2 separate regions of the Mus musculus genome follow, and region 1 is linked to region 2. Evidence: chromatin contacts called from public promoter capture Hi-C data. All regions are on one chromosome and are shown on one strand. The core of a region is the stretch at or near the end of the contact, and the rest is flanking DNA. Distances in the headings are between cores, read along the strand shown.

The links. Promoter capture Hi-C pulls out the DNA fragments that hold promoters and counts their contacts.
Region 1: a promoter capture Hi-C map of stem cell-derived epiblast-like cells shows a contact between it and region 2, with 2.5 times the contacts expected there. A contact is called at or near these places in 8 of 39 promoter capture datasets (the C10 cell line, the SN4741 cell line, cranial neural crest and 4 more), 1 of 484 Hi-C or Micro-C datasets (extraembryonic endoderm stem cells), 3 of 130 datasets of targeted methods (bone marrow-derived macrophages, double positive thymocytes and pancreatic cancer cells) and 4 of 9 other capture datasets (adipose tissue, embryonic stem cells, liver and 1 more).

Annotation. Positions count from the first base shown.
Region 1 is chr19:10,826,718-10,833,268 of GRCm38.p6, reverse strand. Cd6 (CD6 antigen) reads left to right here and starts at 3,211. Exons shown (of 13, transcript NM_009852.3): 1 at 3,211-3,461. The coding sequence starts at 3,413.
Region 2 is chr19:10,628,632-10,635,702 of GRCm38.p6, reverse strand. Vwce (von Willebrand factor C and EGF domains) reads right to left here and starts at 1,470. Exons shown (of 20, transcript NM_027913.2): 1 at 1,120-1,470. The coding sequence starts at 1,229. Ddb1 (damage specific DNA binding protein 1) reads right to left here. Exons shown (of 27, transcript NM_015735.2): 27 at 5,875-6,624. The coding sequence ends at 6,541.

The DNA.
Region 1 (6,551 bases), core at 1,962-4,461, 200 kb before region 2:
TCCTGTAACTCTAGCTAGCTTTAGGGCATCCAAAGCCTTCTTCAGGCCTTCAAGGGCACCTGCACCCATGAGCTTCTCTTCTCTTCTCTTTCTCTCTCTCTCTCTCTCTCTCTCTCTCTCTCTCTCTCTCTCTCCCTCTCTCTCTCTCCCTTTCCCTCTCCTTCCCTCCCTCTCCTCCCCTCTCACACACACAAATAATAAAATAAGATAAATCTTCAAGAAAAGAATGCTAAATTTACTTGGACCCATAACTGTTCACACTGAAGAAACTGTCAGGCAGTGTTTTGAATGGGAAAATAGCAAGCCTGTCACATCAAGGGAAACAACTGGTGGTCGTTGTTGCTACTGATGGAACTGGAGCTTTTAAGTGAAAACTCTGAGTTTTAGAAAACCCTGCCACCATGATATAGACAGATTCCCAGCAATTGAAGTTCCTGGACGGGGTCAGAGATATAGTGACTTTGATTTCCTGATATTGTGCAATAAAGTGCATTGATATTTGATAGAGGTAAATAATTCTTAATTTGGCGAACCAGTCTGTTCCAGATGACCCATGCATGTTAGTACAAAACTGTAAGTGGGGAAAGACATATTTAAAGCACAGGATGGGTGACTGGGTTTCAATGTTAGTCTCTGTGAAGCTATGATGGTGTTAAATTCCACATCATGATTCACCTTCAGCAACCCTGTCTTAAATATGCATGTAAGTATGTATGTATGTATATGTATATATGCATACACACACACACACACACACATATATACATACACACACACATGGAATGGGGTGTGCACATGCCATGACACAATGCACGGAGTTGGACTACTTCTGTGGGCTTTAAAACCCATTCCTTTGTCATTTTGCTGGGCCAAGTTCATGGAGAGATAGTGAAAATGCCTGCATTACTCAAGTACAGAGAGCCACTGGTGTCCCTTGAAAATCAAGAGCCAAAGGTCTTGGTTCTAAGAGTTAAAAATAAACAATGACCTCACTGACTTGAGCATCCAACTGGACACATCCTCTAGCTTCCTGCTCTGAGCTTCACGCCCACGAAGCATGAGTGGCTTGGTCCTTCTAGCCACAATAACACTCACCCTCTGCTGTCCTGCCTTGAGGTACCCAGTTCCTGTACCAGGAGCACCTACCCCTGTACCTCCCTCTGCCACTGAAACCAGCCCTTTCTTTCTATTCCGTCTTTTTCTTTTGTCTTTGGGGAAGAATCCCTTTCCACTCTGGTTTTGGAGCCACTAATTTTTTTTTTTTTTTTTTTTTTTTTTTTTAGTGCGTGTCTGTGTGGGTGAATGTGTGGAGGTCAGACGTCAGAGGGAGATTTGCAGAAGTCAGTTTCCTCCTTCTACCATGTGACATGGGTCCGTGGGTCCCAAGGATTGAACTCAGTCCATCACACTTGGCACCAAGCACCTTTACCCACGGAGCCATCTCACTCTTGAGAATGTATGCTTCTTGAAAGCAGGGAAGTTGTTTCATCTCTTTTCTTCCCTTGGAGTGACACTCCCAAGCCTCCAGAGATGAGTGGAGTGGAATCTGGAAGCCCGACAAAACTGCCTATGCCCCGGGGCCCTTTGTGTTGCCAGACACTCTTCACTAGAGGGCGCCCTCAGCCGGTACCAGGACAGAGTCCTGTCCCTCTCTCCCTCTGAGATGGGCGGGGTCTCACTGTGGGAGGAGCCTGATTCACTATGGCTTCCCAATTTGCCACATCAGATATCCCCCTCAGCTGGTGGGACACTCCTACTAGTGGGAGAAATCCTCTCCATTACACAAGTGGAGAAATGAAAACAAGCTAGAATGGAGGAAGTGGAGTACCAAAAAATGTTGTATGAGGCATGGCTGGAATCTGGAACCAGTCTCTTTCTAGACTCTAGGGTTCTGCTTAGAGACAAATTATCCATTCCCACATTCTCTCAACAAAACCTATTTAACACCTACTATGTGTTACGAGGGGGGGCTCATTGGTGAGCTAAATGCACAGTCTACTTTCTAGCCTGGTTCAGCACGCCTAGGCAGCCTGGTCCTTCCCGCTCTAGCCCTTTCCTCCCGAATCTTTTCCTTCCCCAGCAGCCTCCCTGCACAGCCATCTGCTGAAACTCCGCTTGCCCTCTTGCCCAGGACACAAACAGCGAGCAGTCCTCAAAGATGGGATCCAGATTCTTTGGCACCTCTGTGCAACTCCCACCTGGGTTGGGGCACGTGGAGGTGGGGGGGAGTCCTTCTCTGAGACCCCCTATTCTTTGGGGTTTCCTTTGGAAAAGCTTAGGCCCTTGCTACGTGCACCCCAGGACTGGGGAAATGGTTCAGTAGTTTGCCAAAGAAGCATGAGAAGCAGAGCTCAGACTGTCAGGACCTACACAAAAGCCCTGCAGGTATGGCAGCCTCCTGAGATCCCAGCACTTAGGAGGCAGAGATGGGGACCTCCAGCGTAAGCTGGCGAGCTAAACTTGTGGAATCAGGAGCTCTAGATACAGTGAGAGACCCAACCTCGATAAATAACAGAGAACAATTGAATTGAAGAAGACTACTCTGACATCAGCTTCAAACTTACATACACACACACACAGACACACACACACACGCACAAATATACACACACATAGATACACACATTCATACATGTGCATATACACTACGCATACCATATGCTCACACACACACTTGCACACACATGCACACACATGCACATACTTTCTCTCACAAACATACACACACATGAATGAACACACACACACACATATTCACACACATACATATATACACATACACGCACACACACTACACACGGCACACCTGACATACCCCTCGATACACACACGCAAAAGAAGAGTCCATCAAGACTCTGTCCTCCTGCCTCTTAGTCACCACATTCCCAAGGACAACACAAACCTTGGAATGCAACCCCATGAGAGCTGGATTCTGTGGGAGGGGCAGCAGGGGCGCATTAATTCACTCTTCTAGCACCAGTTACTAGAGCATCTCTGGGAATGAGCTGTCTCTTTGTGTCCAGGAAAGAAGGCACAGCCTCTTTGTCTTTCTTGGAAGACCCTCAGGGATGCGTTCATTGGACATGGCCTCTGTGATTCTTAGGGTTCACTTTGGTTGGTGGGCTTATGGAAGGTAGCTTGGCTCCCCCACCCCAACAGCCCTGTAACAGCACCCCTGTTACAACAGCCTGGCTTCCTGGAGACCAAAACCACAAGCAGAAGGTAGAGGCGTGAGACACTCACAGGCTGGGCCTGTGTGTAGGAGAGAGAGTGCGCAGCACACAGGGCACTGAGAACAAGAACAGAAAGGGCACCACGGGTGAGACAAGCCATCGGTGGCACAACCGTCTCCCGGAACCAGGATGGCACTTCCTATGGGCAGGCGTGAGTAGCAGTGGAGACAGCACCAGACATGTGGCTCTTCCTTGGGATCGCTGGATTGCTGACAGCAGTTCTCTCAGGTAGATCTCTTCTGTCACCTCCTACAGCTCGTGCTAGGGGACCCGGGTTCTGTCTGCTTGGCCCCTTGCTAGCTGTTTCCTCATGGCCACCTTTGTAGAGCCTTTTAACCTAAGACCATCCTGGTGTGACAACAGCTTGGGGCTTGAGGTGACGCAGGGACCCCTTAAAGGGCCGGATGATGCTCTCATCATAAAAGGCCTCCTGGGAGTGAGGTGAACGAACCTCATGCCTGACTTGGGGCCTAGGTCTGAGGAAGGAGCTCCCCACGCATCCATAGGTGCAGGAAGCACCCGCTTCTCCCACCTTCTTACCATCTCACAGGAAGGAAGGAACGACTCCTTTGAGAGGGAGGACCAGCCAGCATCAGTATTTTCCATGTTAAGTCCCAGAGTGGGGTTCACCAGGACCAGAGACAGAATCCAGGGAGACCCAGGGGACTTCACTCTTAGTGACTTCGGTTCAACCTCTTGGATGAATTTGAGACACAAATGATCAAGAAGGCTTTTGAGTTCCTGAGCTGCTAAGTGCTGAAGTAGTCTTGCATAGTCTGGACTAGGGTTCTGGAGCAAAGGCCCAAGGTCGCCAGATACTTGATAGAGTGCACAGGCCAAGCTAGCAGAAACAGGCAATACACAGAGACTCAGGAATCCCTGTACATGGCAGGCATTCACATTTCAGGGTAGGAAGATGGTATAGAAACAGACTTAGGGTCTAAGGAGTTAGGTCTGCCTTACAGAAGGGGAGCCCAGGCAGAGGGATGGGGACATAAAGCTGGTCAGAGGTTATGAGCACTCGGGGAGTTCTGAAGTGTCTTCTTTCTGTCTGGATCTTCAGGCATTTCATCCAAGTCCCCTGGTGTTAATTGGCATGTGTTTTGCCCAGTAGAGGCCTGGGCTTTTGCTGTCCTTTCTTGACCAGCTGTTTCCAAAGCACTGGCTCTCGGAGCTCAGCCTCCTTCTACTCAGGCCGACGGCAAGGCCTTCTGCTTCTTCCTATCCATCAGTGCCACCACCTCTGCCTCTCTTAAGAGGCCTGACACAAGATCAGGCTTAAGTCCTAAAGGAAAAGGTCTGCTGACCGCTAAGACCGGGGCCCCAAACAAGCCAGCTCCTTCTCTTTCCACTGCTTCCCAGTATGGATGAGGGCTGGGGCTGAGCTGAGCACGGAGCCCTTTGGGCTGAAACTGAGAGGTCCTTGGTCTGAGATGATGGGTCCAGAGTGATGCCTATGGGAAGGTAAGACCTCAGCAGCAGGCGGGCTCCAGAGAGCCTACCCTTAGGTATGGGTTGCACCTGGCCCATGCACAGTATCAGTTCCCTCAGCTCCTTCCTGTCCCTGGGTTGATGTCAGTTGACCCGCTTTTAGTCACTGATAGAAGTTTAGTTTTGAAAGAAAAAAATTGGTTATGTTGTAAGTGGAAAAGCCTTCTCGTTTGCCAGAAATTAAAGGGATGAGGAAAGCCTAAAAATAAATGGTGGTAGAACCCAATTCGAGGCAATTGAAATGGTGTCACCAAGGCCCTAGAGCCTAAGGCCTACGCCATTCTGCTCTCCCAATTAGAGGGGTAACGAGGGAGGTGGGTAAGGACATCCTGGTTCCGAACTGTTATTTTCTTCAGAATTTGTCAGTCACTCGGAGCAGGGAACAGGCTCCTCATTGGTCAATGCTCTTTCATCAGTGCCTGATGGTCTATGTCCCATGGAGAAATGTCCCAAGAGGACAAGCTTTGCAGGTGTAAGGAAAACTGCACCCTAAAGTGACACTATGTCTCCCTCATGGTGATGTCTAGGAGGCTGAGTCTCTGGGCCCAGGGCCTGAATGTTCCTTCTTTTTTGCCTGATGTAGCAGGCCCCCTGGCTGGGCACAGATCTGTGGAACTGTGTACAGGGTGGCAGATCTGTGTTGGACCACATGTGCTTGAGGAAAGAATGTTAAGAGCAAAGAGAAAGAAAATGTAGAAAAAGTGATGGACAACAAGAAGAAATGGAGCAGGAGAGCGAAGCCCAGGAGAGAGTTCTGGAGCTTTCTGCCCGGGAGCAGTGTTCAAACTTGAGTGATCTAAATTCTATTCTGGGTGTCAGGGGCTGGCGAATGCCAGGGGTTGGTGGATGCCAGCTCTCCTAGGAGCTACCGAGCTCTCCTCTGTCTAGGGCTGGTACCTAGCTCTCTGTTCTGAGTCTCGTACTGCTTTCTCCAGCGGCTTGCCTCTGCAAGGCCTGTGTGTGACTGGGTGACCAGGACTTAGGGAGACAGACCCACTGGGCCCCGTTCTGTGCCTTGGTTTCCATCCAAGGTGGGAAAGAGACCGAGATGTGAACTAGAAGCTAACTGGAGGGAGGATGGTGTTAGGAAACGAGTTTTCACCCAGTGTTTCTAGTTCACCAATACCTGAGCTCCTGCCCTTCCCTGGTCCTCATTTTCTCAGTTACTGGGTAAAGTCTTCTGGGTCCTGAAAAGGCAGTTTGTAAGTATTTTAAAATGATAATTCTTCAGGCTAGAGATACCACTCTGTGGCAAGAGGCCCTTCTTGACACCCAGCACAATACGTACAGGAATTGTTTAATTAAAAAAATAATCTATTTTTCTTATTAGTAAATATAAGTGTTGTTTTATTTATATTTATATATTTATGTGTGATAATTTCAAGGGGCCTTTGAGCCAACCAAGTGTGAGAGAACATTTTTTTTAAATAATAAATTTCCCTTACTAATTAATTCTAGCTAATTAATTCCCTCAGCTTTATGCTGTCCAATATGGCGGCCACTGTGTTACTTTTGAGATGTGTCAGTGCAAAGCACAAAACAAACTCTGAAAATGAGTTAAAATAAATTACAAATATACATATATATGTATAGTGTGGTGTGCGTGTATGTGGTGTGCGTGTATGTGCGTGTGCGTGTGTGTGTGTGTGTGTATAAATACATCCCGCAGCACATGTGGAAGTCTATGGACAACTTTTAGAAACTGTTTTTCTCCTTTCAATATGTGGATATTCGGGATGGAACTCAGGCTGTAAGCACCTTTGCTCATTGAACCATCTTGCCAGACCATCTTTGGTATTCTAAACTGTATTTAGGAATCAAAAGACT
Region 2 (7,071 bases), core at 221-2,720:
CTTAGGGTTAATAATCTGGGTCAAATGTGGAAACCTAGGGGGAACCATAGCAGTACAGGAAAGTTTGCTGGGGATTTTCCCTAGGGCCAAGTCCTTTTTTCCTCTCAGAAGTCAAAACCAGTGAAGACAAACCAGACCAACAGTGATGTCACACATAGAAACGATGATAGCAACAGCTGAGGCAGAGAATCCGGCAGCTGGGATCTACAGAACAACTTAATAGCTAAGCCAAAGGGGGCTCTGAAAGGGGCGTGAGGTGCCATCGAAGTGGTAAATGGTAGGGTGCCTGTGGAAGCTGGTGGAGTTCCACTTCAGATAGGCAAGGGTAGGGTGCCCACCAGAAAGCCCCAAGGAGCTTTTCGTGTGTGGCACAGTGATGCCAGGGAGACAGGTGGTGGGAGATCTGCAGGAACTGCAAGAGATCGCAGAACCCACGTGCTGGGCGGTAAGCTCTTCCTCCAGGGCAGCCCCTCTGAGCGCCCCTGGGAAGATGTGGCCGTGGGCCAGGCCACCCGCTGACAACGTGTACCCTTGCTATAAGCATCACGCACACACGATCACCACTCCCTCATCACCCCTTAGTGGTAGAGGACTAAGACAAACTTAGGGAAAATGATTGGGTTTGGAAAGACACGCCTCCCGCCTGTCGCCTGCGGCCTCCCGCCTCCCCGGCCTGTGCACACATGCGCAGATACCAAAGCATAACCCTGAGCCACCGGTGGCTCCAAGGTCCACCGGGTGCAGAGAGCAAGAGACACTGAGAAAACCCCCAACCCCAAAGCAACGTGTGCAGAAACGGAGGGGGTCCCGCACCACCAAGGAAGAAAGCCAGGCAGTTGAGACCAATTGGCATGTGCTGGGGTTCCCTAGCCAGAGGGTCAGCCTATTCCCATAGTACAAGATTCCTTGGAGCCGCGATCTCCATCTCCCAGATTCCTTAGCCAGAGCAGTCCCCAGCCAGGGCCACCCAACTGGCACAAACTACTGTCTCTTTGTCCAGACCCCTGGTGTGCCCTCGCCACAGAGGCTACAGGTCCAGCAGCTGCCCTATGCTAGTGTCTTCCAGCTCCACGCAGTGGCGCTAGAAGGCTGGGCCGCTGAAAGGCACCGGGCTCTTACCTCTCCGCAGAGTAGTGCCCTGGCGCCTTCCTCCCGGTATAGCCTCGGGCTGAAGACCCCAGCAACGGGATCAAGATGTAGGCGACATGGAGCAACAGTCTAGCCCACATGACTGGCAGCAGAGGTCCTGGACTCTACTGGGCTCAGGTCCCGCACCGGGGAGGGGGCTACCGACCTTGTCCCTCCTCCTGGAAGCGATCTGGTTCCCCCACAGCTGGCAGGGACTGAGGACGACGAGAAGAGGGCTGGTGGTTAGGGGAGGACTGCCTAGGCGGGTGGGGGTGGGGGTCCTTGCACCTTGGAAAGAAACACACAAAAGGAGCGCCGCCCGCCGGTGCCTCTCCGGGAGGCGTGGAGCCTGGGGCGGGAGCAAAGATCAGGGACCCCGAGGGCGGGGTTTCACCCTCGGCCCACACCCCCAGCCTGGGTTTGGGAGTCGCTTTCCACAGAATGACTGAAGGCTTCGAACCAAGTTGGAAAGAAACTTCAGGAACAAGGTTTTTGAGTTTCCATAGAATCCAATCTGAATTCTCAGTAGGTGAGACTTGTGGACACTCAAACCCAGGGCACTGAAGCGAGGCAGTTTTGACTCTCCCCAAGCCCACTAGATGGTAAGGATAGTGTATTGGTGGTTTAGTCTGCTTCCTTGCCAAAGGACATTAGCCTGTTTTGAACCCACAAGCTACCTGCTGGGAGTCAAATGGTTGAGTGGACAGCTTCCTAGCTCACCTGGGAGGTAAGAAAGCAGTGCGCAGGTGGCAAGGGAGCTAGGGGCGCAGAACTAGAAGGTTCAGTGTTTGGGCTCAGGCTTCGAAGTTGGCTCAGGCTAGAAGAGGTTTAGGCTGAAGAATGTAGAGCAAAATGATAGAACTGAGAAAGATCTAGTTGGGAGGAAGCGAAAAGAAGGCTCGAGTTTTACCTTGTTCTGGTAGCAAGCCCCGCCTAACCCTACCCAGTCTGGATTAGTCAAGCGTCTGTGTAAAGACTTCTAGGAATAAGAAAAATTGGCTGAACTAGTTTTTAAAAACTGTACTTCCCAAGCACGACTAAATCCTTCGCTTCTGCCTCGTGCTGATCCCAAGATCATTGGCATTGGTGACCACAGATAAACTGTGCACAGATGACCTGGATGCTAGCTGCCTTCTCACAGACACTTTCCTTTTAGTTTCTGAGCAAACGTTAACTCGGGTGTTTGATGCTTGTTGGTCCCCCGACCCTTAATTTGCAGTAAGAGGAAAAGTTCAAGTACTTTTGGATGTTGTGGTGCCATGGCTAATTGTTATTTTCAACTTGAATGGATATAGAAGCTCCTAGGCAATAAACCTTTGTGTGTGTCAGAGCTGTTTCCAGAAGGATTTAACTGAGTTGTGAAGACCCATCCTAAATGTGAGTGGCATTGTCACATGGGCCGGACCAAATACAAAGACCATAAAGTGAGTGCTAACATTCATCTGGCTCTCTATGCTTCCCCTGCCAAGATGGCTGCACCTGTGAGCCAGATAAACCATTCCTTCCTTGCTTGCTTGCTTTTATGGAGGTTATTCTGCCATAACAACTAGCTGTTGGCATAACAACTGGCCAGCCATCTTTCTACCTTAACCCACGTGGCTGAACCGAGACTTACATTTGGACCTGTATCTCATCTTGTTTGGGCCCATTCTATTATCTAGTCAAGCTCACAGCAAGCATAGTGCCAAAGATGAATGTGACTTCTCTGTACCTACACATCGAGTCCTAAGGACCTTCAGACTCCTTAGGGCAGCTTTCTTGCCTGGAAAAGGCAGAGGCTGCGCTTGCTACTGTCACAAGACAGGTGTTCTTCCTTCCCATCCCTGGGAAGCTATCTCTGAAACCACTACACACAGGATAAATCCCCTTACTACAGCCCTCATGGCTCATGACATTTGTTGTTTATCACCCAGCATACCTCTCCACTTCCGTTCACTGCTGTAGCCCCACACTCTCCTCTGCAGAACTCACTCGCTAGCAGGTGGAAGATCAAAACCCTCATTGCCCTACTGTAGATTTCTAGATATAGAAAGTAGGAAATTCGGACTGGAGGACCCTTACACCCTTTTCTTTTCTTTTCTTTTCTTTTTTTTTTTTTTTTTTTTTTTTTTTTTTTTTGGTTTTTCGAGACAGGGTTTCTCTGTGTACTTTGGCTGTCCTAGAACTCACTCTGTAGACCAGGCTGGCCTCGAACTCAGAAATCCGCCTGCCTCTGCCTCCCAAGTGCTGGGACTAAAGGCAAGCGCCACCACTGCACGGCCCTTACACCCTTTTCTGAGCCAGCCCAGCATTCCATCTCCCTACAGTGTCTTCAGTCCTCTGGCATCTACCTTCCCATCAAAGCAGCTGTTGGTCCTTTAGTTTCATTTGCTCTTCCTTGCCCTGTTCGGTCCTGGGGCTTCAGTTGAGTCTTTCCTATATGAGCCGTCCATCTTCCAGGACTAATGTTTGTTCATTTGGTGCTTCCTCCCCATTTCTGTGACTTCACAAGAGACCTTTCACTGAATAAAGGATCCAAGATGTTCCATAGGAGAAACAGTATGAACCAATCAGTACCCCGAGAGCTCCCAGGGACTAAACCACCAACCAGAGTACACATGGAGAGACTCAAGGCTCCAGCTGTATATGTAGCAGAGGATGGCCTTGTGGGACATCAATGAGAGGAGTGGCCGTTGGTCTTGTGAAGGCTCGGTGCCCCAGTGTAGGGGAATGCCAGGACAGGAAAGCAGGAGTGGGTGGGTTGGGGTGGGTGGAGGGTGGAATGGGGGGTTTTCAGAGAGGAAATGAGGAAAGGGGATAAAATTTGAAATGTAAATTTTAAAAAAATCTAATAATAATTAAAAAAAGGATCCAAGATGTTGGCTGCAGAACTCAGGCCTCTGGTTTGAGACCCTTCCCAATGGTCATGTGATGTGAATCTGTGTTTCTAGTCTCTCCGAGGATTCCTCCTTTGGAGGCTTGGGAATAAAGCTGGCTCATCAGTGCCTGCATGGATGGCTCATGCAGTGGCCTAACCAGCTGGTTGGAGATCTCTGAAGATGACCTTTCACCCTGAGAAGTGATAAATGGTATTTAAGAGGGGATTTTGGGAGTGTGCAGGCAGAAAGCCAGCATCGAAGGGTTTCTGGAATTCAGTCTCAAGTGAATATATACAATACAAACAAATAAATGAGACAGACTGGAGATGTAGCTCAACTGTCAAGCTTTCATGTGTCACATTGTAGCTATGTTCAGTCCATCCTCATCCCAAAATAAAGCATCTTTAACACCTCCTCTTTTCTGTCTCTATAAGGGACAGAAATGTCCACAAGTAGGCAGACAGCATATTCCTCAGAAGTGGATGTGGAACCTTGGTGGAGTGAGTTTGACTCTGCATGAAGATAAAGTTTTAACGATCCCGTCTCAGGATCCAGAACCCGAGCAGGCTGACTACAGAAAACAACAGCAATGACGAATGACTCGGGACACTTGGTAGCACACCTCAATGCTGAGGTGCTTGCTTGCCCTTTGTAAGCTAGAATCTCTTAAAATTACAGCTTAACTTAAATCCCCAATTCTCCAAACACCTTATCAAAGCCTGGTCTTGGTTGTTTTTGGTTTTTTGAGAAAGGGTTTTTCTGTATAGCCCTGGCTGTCCTGGGACTATGTAGATCAGGTTGGCCTCAAACTCAAGAGATCCAAGTGCCTCTGCTGGGATTTGTGCCACTGCGCCTAGCTCATACACTGGTCTTAAAAGAGCCACAAAGAGGGCTGGGCAGTAGTGGCACATGCCTTTAATCCCAGCACTTAGGAGGCAGAGGCAGGTGGATTTGAGTTTGAGGCCAGCCTGGTCTACAGAGTGAGTTCCAGGACAGAGCCAGGGGTACAGAGAAACCCTGGGGGCGGGGGGGGGGGGAAGCCATGGAGTATGTTTAGGATCAAGCCTGCACTATTGGGACAGAATATCCCTTATTCCCAAAGGAAGAATAGAGACTCAGTTCATACAGGAACAAAGGGTGACTCTCAAAATGCACAATTCCTGTATAGCTAGGCCAAAGGCACAGCAGGCTCTGGCCAACCAACCAGAGAAATAAAATAAGATGCAACATAAGGAGCTGGGGAGATGGTCAGCTGTTAAAGAGCGTACATTGCTTTTGCAGAAGACCAGTTTGGCTCTCAACAACTACATCAGGCAACTCACAACCACCTCTAACTCCGCTCTGGAATCTGACACCCTCTTTTGGCCTTCACAGACACCTGCACTAATGTGTACAAGTCCACATATGGACAGACATATGTATATAGACACACATACACACAGAGGTTAAAATAAAATCTTAGCTGTGTGTGGTAGAGCATGCCTTTATAGCAACACTTGGGAGACAAAGGCAGGTGGCTCGCTGTGAGTTCAAAGCCAGCCCTAGTTACATAGTAAAATCCTGTCTCAACAAGATGCAACAAGAAGCAGCAGGTACTGCGTCAGAAAAGGATATTACCTGGGGCTGGCTGTGCATTATACAAAGTGGTCTGTACAAGGAAGACAGTAAAGGTAGCCCGAGTGGCTTCCAGACTGTCTCATTGCTAGCACAAACAACCATAATAGCTGCTGTGCTTCTAGAATCCCACTCAAATTAGTCATGAACTAAGGAGGGGAACATCTACTATCTGAGAAGCAAGATCTGTGACTGCAGCCACCACTTCAGTTTGCACCCAATGCAGTGTATGAGGAATGATGGACAGTGGGCAGAGGAGAAAAGCAGAGACCAATAAGAGTTTCTTCTTAGATTCTACTTTATTTGGTAAAATTCAGAAACTAACAACCAATTCACAGCCCCCACCTCCTTCTCTGTGAAGAAGGGAGTTCCCCGAGACAAAAGGGCTGTGGCTTGGGAATTCTCCACCATCCCAGGTTTCCACTCAGGCAGCCCGTAGCCTGACAGGCCTCCAGGCTGATGTTCTCAGAGGCAAGAGAAGAAAGCAAAAGGAAGCTCTCAAGACAGTGGAACCCTCTCGACCCTCTTCCCTCTACCTCAACCTCCCCACACCCACAACCTACATAGACAGTGGAGGACAAAGCACGAGTGTGAGGTATCACACACAGGTGCACAGAGCTGCTTCTTGGCTGAAGAGTGACAAAAGTCCTCCCCAGGAGGAGCCAACTGGCAACACCATTCAAGGCTTGGTGGTCCAAGGTGATGGCTGGTAAAAATCCAGGGAGAAAATATTTCACTTTCAGCCCAGCCCATTCCTAGGTCTCTAGTGAACTGGTTTTAGTTATAAAAAGCCCTGTTTCCACACAGGTCAGCTGTGGCTCTAGGGGCAGGTGGCTTAGGGAAAAGCCTCCCATGCCAAGAAAACAAGGGTGGGCAAGGGAGGGGAGGATAGGAGGGCAACGCCTTTAGGGAGGGTCAGGAAAAGAGATCCTGTCCTTGGCTAATGGATCCGAGTTAGCTCCTCCACGACTTTGATGAGGTCATCTGCAGTTGCCTCCCGCTTCATACCACTGCCATCATCATACTGAAACGAGACAGGGAGAAGGGCCATGGAGACAAGAAGGTACTCTCACCTCAGCAGGCTGAGAGATACCTACTGGCCACCACTGCTGCAGCAAGGAAGAGGATTTCAACAAAAACCTGGCCATAGCCCTTAGGGATTTGGTTAGTCAAGCTAGCATTGAGTCTGTCACTGCTCAATATTCCCTCCCAGGAATACCTTCCCCAGTGAGCACTCTGGACTCCTAAACTACAGAATTGGGAAAGGTTACTTCCTATAGGAACCTAACTCTACCTTCTAATCTTGCTAGAGAGCCCAGGCCTCTTGCTAATGTGAAGGTACTAACTCAGAACAGTTCCCAACACACAGACATCCAGAAAGTACCCACAAGCCTCAACTACACCACCTTTCCCTTAAACTCCTCTTTATGTAGTAAGCATTATGGAAGGCCACAAAGGGCCACTGGCCTCA